3 separate regions of the Mus musculus genome follow, and regions 2 and 3 are each linked to region 1. Evidence: chromatin contacts called from public promoter capture Hi-C data. All regions are on one chromosome and are shown on one strand. Each heading gives the region's core, a stretch centred on a gene start, on an enhancer-like site or on the middle of the called end of the contact. The rest is flanking DNA. Distances are from core to core; before and after follow the strand shown. Region 1 holds the start of Lgsn (lengsin, lens protein with glutamine synthetase domain). Region 2 has its middle 22 kb from the start of Gm24901. Region 3 holds the start of Dst (dystonin).

Region 1 (2,700 bases), core at 19-2,518:
TAACCCATCTTTGATAGTTGTCCTCTGACATAAAGAGACATCTCAGAGTTTTTCGCAGACATTTTTCTATGAAATAATGACACCTATTCTGGTTCCTGGAAGGAATAATTCTAAGAGAAGACAATTGACAAGAAGTCTAGGCGAGGCTCTGGCCCAAGGCATGATAAAAATGCAATACCTCAGTTCAGGAGGAGATCAAGGCCACACTGTTAAGTCAACACTCTAAGGGATGGGGAATATTTTTCTTGGGGAGATAAGGTAGGGGAAGGCATTCAGGATGCTGTTCCAAGTGAGCACCTGTTTCAATGCTAGGTCTAAATGAAGACCAAATGCCGAGTGGCCAGCACAGAACACAGGCATTGCCAGCAGGCAAGCACAGGGCCATGCAATACAAACAAGAACAGTGGTCATTGTTCTGATGAAACGGGACCTTTGAAGCCAGATTCTGGCCTGACTGAATGGCAGAGGCTTTGCCAGCCCAGAAGACCTGGAGAGCAGTACCCAGCTGTAGTTCTGTATGCTCGCTCACTGGTGCCTTTGGCTTGATTCAGAAGAAACTCTCTCTGTTTGTTCTAGCAACCTGTAGTTGTGGTTGGGGTATGGAGGAAATGGGATTTCTACCCTCTTGAGTCTTCTAGAGAAAGTGCTCCCCATTGATTCTGGTGGAGCTTGGGTTGCTGCAGACTTCTTCAATGAGGATAATGAGGATGGCCTGGGATGTGTTAGAAAGGCTAAAGAAAGATACCTTAGTATAGTGATAGAATGAAGGGTCAGCATAACCTGGAGGCAAAAAGGTCCCTACCATGGAAAGAAAGTATGTGAATTACAAGCATGGTACAAATCTATGTCTTTCAGAGCCCTGGTTTTTCTATTTGTATTTTTGTCTGTGGCTTTGATAACACAGCTGTCTAAAAAATGTTTCTCCACCTGATTATTACAATAGATTTAATTCCAGAACACGACTGTTACATAACAAAGAATCAATAGGTTGGAGGGGAAATAAAAAAGTCACACAGTTTTAAGCTTTGTGTCCCTTTGTTTGCAGGGAGTCAGGCATAAATGAGCATTTGCTGCTGGGCTATTCTAGGGCATGGCTCATATCCTGTGCCTTGGGCATGACAGAGTCTGTGTTTATCTTTTATTACCTGCTGGATCCCCCTGGAAAGAACCTCCTGGAATTCATCATTCACTGCCTTTGTAAGAAGTCTACATATAAATGCACCCTGAAGCCATTGCTGAAGGGAGTGTGGATGCCACGGCTGATTTATGTAAGAAACAGTTGACATGACCGACGAAGGGGACCTCGCACAGGAGGTAGGAAGCTAAGAATCAAAATAGTATTTCCCAAAATATCGACAGTGAAGGTTTTGATGACTGCAACTTTTCTGAGCATCAGTGGGAATGAGGGCACGGTGGGTTGACGTGTATGCTTTCGGGAAGTTTGTGAAGAAGTGTCCTGTTTCGCACAGTCAGTTTTTAACAACTGAACACCTTGGAGCTTGCATCTAGTGAAGTGTGCTTAGTTTGAGCAATCACTTACAGTAACTTCATTAGGCACCAGGGTTTAGAAGAATAAACACACCATAAAATTTTATTTCAATCTTGGTTACTAATGAGAGAATAGTCTGTGTGTCTTAAAGCTTATTTTGTCACATTCTTAGTCTTTGTAAGAATGGCTTTGGGGTTAAATGATTAAAGGGGTTAAATGATTAAAGGTGAGAAGTAACTGTGTGTGTGTTTGTGTGTGTATGTGAATGTGTGTGTGTGTGTGTGTGTGTGTGTGTGTGTGAATTTTGTTGAAACCCATTACGTGTTAGGCAGTGATAGAACTCAATGAGTCAGGAACATAGTAAAGAAACCAGTTGTGAACATGCTTCATTTAGGACCATTTCTTCATGTGTATGGAACCAAATCTTTAGCACTGTATTTTCAACAAAACATTTTTGGAAATATTACAGTGTGTCTTTGGAATTAAGTTTCTGTTAAGAAGAATGAAGCTTTTCTGTAAGCTAAATTAAGGAAATCTAATTTGAGAAACAGACCTACTATGTGTAAAGTGCCTGAGATGATGACATAGAGAGAACAGACAGGATCTGTGCTTTCCCATCCAGTGAAAGAAGAGATAAAGTCGGTGTGAGAACTGTGCATGCTCTACACATGATGAATATGAGCAGTGGGCTTTGGGACAGAGATGGGGATGAATCTACTTTCTACACAGAAACCGGCCAAAGCTGTGCAAAGCAGGGAGAGTCACTGAGTAGGACCCTGCAGTGTCATGCCATGGGAAGAAAACGCCGAGTTTGGGTGTGTACTTGTAGAGAACATGTTTCTCTGAAAGTGAATTTTACATGGTGGTTCAGGAAAAGTGAGTGGGACTGACACAAATAGCATCAGCTTCTGGACACATTCATTCTTACATTTCACTTCCCTAGGCAGGAGCTTCATGCTCTGCTCTAAGTCTGGAGAGGCACCGTGTTTCCCACCCCAGCTCTCACTATTTTGGTTTAAGAGTCTAGTTTCAGCTTCTATGGAAAGTATTATGACCTACACAATAGAAAGTGTCTAGAACACATGTTGATTGGTTAATCTTAGGAAGATCAAAATCAGCAACACAGTTTTATTGTTTGGTTTTCAAGAAAGGGTTTCTCTGTGTAGCCCTGGCTATCCTGGAACTCATAGACCGGGCTGGCCCCGAACTCA
Region 2 (2,700 bases), core at 27-2,526, 2.0 Mb after region 1:
TTATAGGTTGCCCTGCTACTTTAACTGTGACCTTGAAGCTTTTATTCTGTCCATTTCACATGCAATTGCATCCTTTCACTTCAGCGCAATCCACAGGCTCTGGCATTCTGGTCCTATCCAATGTCACTGCCTTGCTGGCCCAGCATCATGGGATTGTGATAAGCTTGACATGAAAGCTTATGGAAGGTCTCTGCTTCTATGCCATGTTACCAAAAGACCGTTAGATGTGAAATAAAGCAAGCTGGTGTGGTGATAATCTCTTCCCTAAATCCAAAAGAATGTTGACTACTAAAAGGTCTTAATGTCACACCCTCGCAATAAATCCAGAAACACTGCTTTGTCGACCTTTGTATCCCTTGAAGGCTGAGTTCTCTTATCTGCTATAAAATTTCTGTGAGAAAATCTCTTCTTGGATACACCTGTAGAAATCAAACATTTAGGTGTAATGTCAAGCCTTAGAGGGCAATATGAAATAATCTTTTCATTTCTTTTAATATGTTCCTTATACTCTTCTTGTTTTGTTCAGGAAGAGAAACTAAGCACAGAACCTTCCAGATGAACTGCAAGAGTAACCAAAGTAAAGAATATGAATCTTGATGCATACAAAGCCAAAAACAAGCTCACCAAGAAGTAAGAATGGAGACTTACTCTCTACAGCAGAGAGTAGAGCGTGGAAGTTATCTCCCAAAGCATTCTTCAATGTGTGCTGCCTATTGTTCCAGAAGGAAAGATGGCAGGCACATTTGGGGGCATGCTTAGCTCAAGGTTATGGAACACGCATTCAAAAGTTAAAAACGAAAGACAGGAATGTCTCTGGGCTTGCCCAGTTTTCTGCAAAAAGTTTAAGCAGAAACAAAAGGAAAGGACCCTTGATGGTGTGTTAATAAGGGCTTCCACCTAAAGGAATCTGCTTCAGTTGGCAGCTAACACAGAAGCATCAGAATGAAGTGTGGAATCCAAAGCCTTGAGTCAAGCTGACACAGATACATGGGACAAATTAGATGGCTCTAGCCAGAAACATCAGGATCAAAAGGCAAAGAAACCATTGGAGATCAGCATGTTGGTCCACTATAATGCAGAAAACAGGTTTGCAAAGCCGTTGTTCACTGGCCACCAAAAAATCACAATATTCAGAGCCCGGTGTCAGAGAAACCAAAGCCTCTTCCATTGGCTTAGAGCCTGAACAGAAGAGTAAAATCAGCCAGGGAGTCTGGTCATTATTGGTACAGCTTACCAGGGAGGCAAGCCATACAGAGTTCTTAGGGCCAGTGTCTATGTAGCAATCATATTTCTCAATTTAATGTCAATAGGCATTCTGCTGAAATTGATTCTTTGTACATGAATACAACTGGTGAATCTGCATTTCTAGCAGTGCCCCTGGGCCATGCTGCTGAAGCAGGTCTACAGACTACCCATAAGTAACATCTTGGTGCTCTTCTCATTGGTCTATTCATCTCATTTGCATTAGAGATACTAGCATCATCCCTTTTTTCCCTCTCCAGAGCATGAAAAACCTTTAAATGGGATCAAATCTTCACATTTAATCAATGATGGAGCAGGATCTGCATCTGGGCACTCTAAGCAACAATTTACTGAGTCAGACAACTCTTCCTCAGCTATGTGATCCATACTACTCCTCGGCCTTAGGTGGTAACCAGAGCTAAGCCACATTTGAATGACCTGGTAAAGTCATGTCCTTGTCACCACCAATAACTTAATGTTCAGCCTTACCCAACAGCAAGAGAAGGTGACTGCTAATATTTACTCTGTTGAGTAAAAACCACATGATCTACTGTGTGCTGGCTAAAGGTTGGTGTGTGCCTGAACCAACTTTCACTCTCATTTATTCATTGTGTCATTTCCTTCCTGAATCCATCCCCTAGCAGTGAAAATAGCAGATTAGCACAATGAACAGTGGATGTGGATTTGCTTTTATTATTTTTCCATAAGAGAACAGGGCTCAGCTTCCCCTGCCAGACTGTCTTAGCAGCCTCTTTTGTACAGTTTTGCCTGCTTTTGTCAAGCAGAAAGACACTGGCATCTCCCATGGATTAGAATAAGTGTAAAAACCCTGATTTGAAAGGGTCTCTGGGTCTGCTGCCTGGCTACTCCAAGCACCCGAGGATTTGAATTCTAATGCATTACAGCAGACTGCAGTTGGAGGCAGGGAGGGATTGGGGTGCCAAGAGGGTTGCCTGATGGAAAGGCTGCCGACAGCCTTCGCAATGGTCACAGCCCAACCTTTAATAGCAGTTTAGCAATGGGCCTCTCTGAAATAGCAACCATCAATAGGGAGGTTTGGCATGCTTTGTGCACTCCCAAATGAACACATTCTCATCTAAGCCAAGCACACGCATAAAGACAGGGACAGAGAACCAGAGACATGCTTGCTAGCACGCTACCCTGGAGAAGAAGAGCAAGAAATGAATAAAAGTATTCCTTTATAAACAGAGAAAAACACAATGCCCTACCTCGTGAGACTGCTTCTCCTCTTTAATATTTATTGGATTTATTGCTGATAAATCTCTGTCTTGGGCCCAAAGTCTTGCATGCAGAGTAGGTAGGAAGTTTAAGGGTGGACAGTGGTCTGTGACTTTAGCCAGTGGCAACCACATGCAAATGATTTGTCAGTGATTTGCCTTGCCCTGTGATGCTGTGAACTGCATGAGAACGATAGCAATTTCCCTACAGTAATACATA
Region 3 (2,700 bases), core at 41-2,540, 2.7 Mb after region 1:
ACAGGGAAAGCCAGTTTGCCTTAGGGGCAAGCAGGGCAGAGCACTGCACTGGCCCGCTAAGGCCGCAACACGCTGCAGGCGGCCACTGCAGCTTTGGCTTTCTCGCCAGGTGGCAGAGGCCCTCCGCAAAAGAGCACACCGCAGCGCTCACGCCTTGCCTTCTTCGTTGGCACCGAATCAGCGATCACTGTCAAGTGTCCAGCCCACAACTGCGATACAGTTTTTGCGGATTGTAACGGAATGTAAGGGAAGCTGGAAAAAAACGGCAAAGGGGAGAAGGGTGTGTACCCGAGTGTGACCGATCGCCGTTGTCTGACAGTGCCTAAAAATTTCTCCTGCAGTATCTACAGGCCAATCAATCACCAACTTCCTTCATCCTTCATCATGTCAGATCCTTACATCTAAAATCACCTCTCCCTACAAAGCCAATAAATGAATCAGGGTTCTTTGACCGTGGCAGAGCTCACGTCTGGGCTGAGAATCAGCACCAAGTTTGGGGGTGGTAGGGTGCAAGCCTGCAGACCGCGGCGTGCCGCCTTTCCTAAGATTGGACCAGCTTGGAGATGGCCCTTCCAGGTGCTCGCGCCTCCATGCGCAGGGACTACCCCCGCCCCCAAACCAAATAGCTCACCCTGCTGCATCCTCCGAGCCCCAGCCTCCGGGCGGGCTCAGGGAGGCGGGAGCCCGGGTTCCCCCCGGCTCCTTGGCGCCCCCTGACGTCGGCCTCCAGCAGAAGGTCCGCGGAGGCTTACACAGGCGAAACCCGGGGGTCCCCGCGCACCGCCGCCCGGCGCGTGGCCTGGCGGGCCGCGCGCGCACCGAACCGACCTGCTGGAGGGCGCGCGCCGCTCGGTCCCGGCCCCAGCCATGCGCGCGCGCCCGCACCCGCGCCGCCGCTGCCGCCGCAGCCCGTGACGTCACCCACCGAGCCCCCCGCCGGCTCGCCGCGCCCCGTCCCGCCCCACGTGCGCCGGCTTCAGGACGCCGAGGCCCCGGGCGGCCACCCGATGATGCTCCCAGCCGGCTGCGTCCCGGGCGGGGCTGAGCCCGAGAGCTGCGCGCGGGCTGGGGCGCCTGCGGAGGGAGGGGCGCGGCTCTCGCCGCTGCGCCGCGTGCTGAGTCATGGCGAGAGCTGCCCGCTGCTCTCCATCAGTCGTTCCGGGGCCGGCGCGGGGTGTGCAGCCATTGGGCCGCGCGCGGGGCCGCGAGCGCCGGGCTTGACGCGCTGAGCCGCGCTCGCCCCTGTCCGCCGCGCCCGCCCCGCGTCCCGCGCCCCGCGCCCCGCGCGCTCTGCAGCCTTAGCCCCGCGCCGCACGGCCCCCCGCCTCGCCCGCACCATGATCGCCGCCGCTTTCCTCGTTTTGCTGAGACCCTACAGCATCCAATGTGCTCTCTTCCTCTTGTTGCTCCTGCTGGGCACCGTCGCCACCATCGTCTTCTTCTGCTGCTGGCACCGCAAGCTCCAGAAAGGGAGACATCCGATGAAATCGGTCTTTTCGGGTCGTTCCAGAAGCAGAGGTAAGACACGCCGCCGCTGGGTTCTTCTGGGCAGAAGCGAGGTTCAAGCCTTCTCTGCCTCTTCTGCCCACTCAGTGCCCACTCCTCAAGCTAAGTGCATTTATTTATTTAACGCGCCCTGGCCCTTTGGCCTCACCTCCATCCTCTGAGTCACCAGGTTTGGATAACCACGGAGATTCGGAGGTCCTGGAAGGAAGGATCAGGCTCCGATTCTTAGGGTCAGTTTGCTAGAGCCCAGAAGGTAATTGTAGGGGAGTCCTGGGCTGAGGTACTCGTATCTTTGCCAAGCCTTTGCTGGAGCTTAGGAATAAAAAAGTAAGGCGTGATGATATGGGCTCCCCTCTCCCAACTTTGCTGGAACTTCTTGCAGAGAAATCACCTTAGAGACAGATGGTCCAATACTCTCTCCGCCCCGCCCCAATATGCCCACGGAATTGGAGAGAGACACCTAGAATGTGCTTTCCCGAATCCAGGTAAGTGATCAGTAACTCTTTAGGCTGAGAACAAGGAGTTAACGGAGTCTCGTTTTCCCTCTTTTCTCCCCAGATGCTGCTCTGAGATCTCATCACTTTCGCTCTGAGGTAATTTATTTAGCGCACACTCTCAAGGTCAGAGTAGCTTTCTTTCCTGAGTACCAGCATTAATCATATACGTGTTTAAAAAGCCAGTAGGGCACCGAATGGGAAGCCTGCAGTCCCTAAGCCCAAAGTGACATGCTTCTTAAGCAATTCCATAGTCACGCCTGGGGCGCATTGTGTGTGTTTGTGTGTGTCTAGTGTAGTGGAGTTTGCGTTACAAGAGGTGGGAGGGGCAGCCCCTAAAAGAGAGAATTTAGTCTGGGAATGGATATCAGTTTAGCTTACAATCTGCACTTGTGGTGGAAGCACTTCCTGGTTGCTTCCGGAGGTCGGTAGCTAAACCACAGTGTAAACCACTTAGGTCGTTATTGCCGAAGAGTTTGAAGCAAACTCCAGTTGAGACTCCAGGTGACATCCCTACGGGCTTAGTTTGCTGCCCAGGATGGTTTTTACATGATAGTAATGTTGATGAAGAAGATACGCCAGAGTGTGTACTTAGTGTCTGTTCTAGACTATCCATCTAGAGTAGGTGACTGGACGCTGCCAGTGCAGGAAACTGCAGGAGAACCACCTCCAGTTAGAACAAGACACAGCTCTGCCTGAC

The links. Promoter capture Hi-C pulls out the DNA fragments that hold promoters and counts their contacts.
Region 2: a promoter capture Hi-C map of liver shows a contact between it and region 1, with 2.2 times the contacts expected there. The contact joins the enhancer-like site here to the promoter of Lgsn in region 1. A contact is called at or near these places in 7 of 39 promoter capture datasets (the 3T3-L1 cell line, cranial neural crest, frontonasal cranial neural crest and 3 more).
Region 3: a contact with region 1 is called in a promoter capture Hi-C map of liver, with 6 times the contacts expected there. The contact joins the promoter of Dst here to the promoter of Lgsn in region 1. A contact is called at or near these places in 5 of 39 promoter capture datasets (hippocampal neurons, liver, pre-B cells and 1 more).

The regions. Positions count from the first base shown.
Region 1 is chr1:31,175,167-31,177,866 of GRCm38.p6, forward strand. Lgsn (lengsin, lens protein with glutamine synthetase domain) reads left to right here and starts at 1,269. Exons shown (of 5, transcript NM_153601.1): 1 at 1,269-1,314. The coding sequence starts at 1,285. The region is part of intron 2 of 4931428L18Rik (RIKEN cDNA 4931428L18 gene); the gene reads right to left.
Region 2 is chr1:33,212,800-33,215,499 of GRCm38.p6, forward strand. No RefSeq gene overlaps it. Among named protein-coding and RNA genes, the nearest start is that of Gm24901, 22 kb to the left of the region's middle. Within about 2 kb of position 1,277, at least 18 of the 459 cell types and tissues checked have an H3K27ac peak or open chromatin away from gene starts, as enhancers often do. A contact at or near this core is called in liver, where this site is marked.
Region 3 is chr1:33,906,935-33,909,634 of GRCm38.p6, forward strand. Dst (dystonin) reads left to right here and starts at 1,291. Exons shown (of 103, transcript NM_001276764.1): 1 at 1,291-1,518; 2 at 2,065-2,099. The coding sequence starts at 1,338. It overlaps Bend6 (BEN domain containing 6), which reads right to left and starts at 687. Exons shown (of 7, transcript NM_177235.3): 1 at 632-687.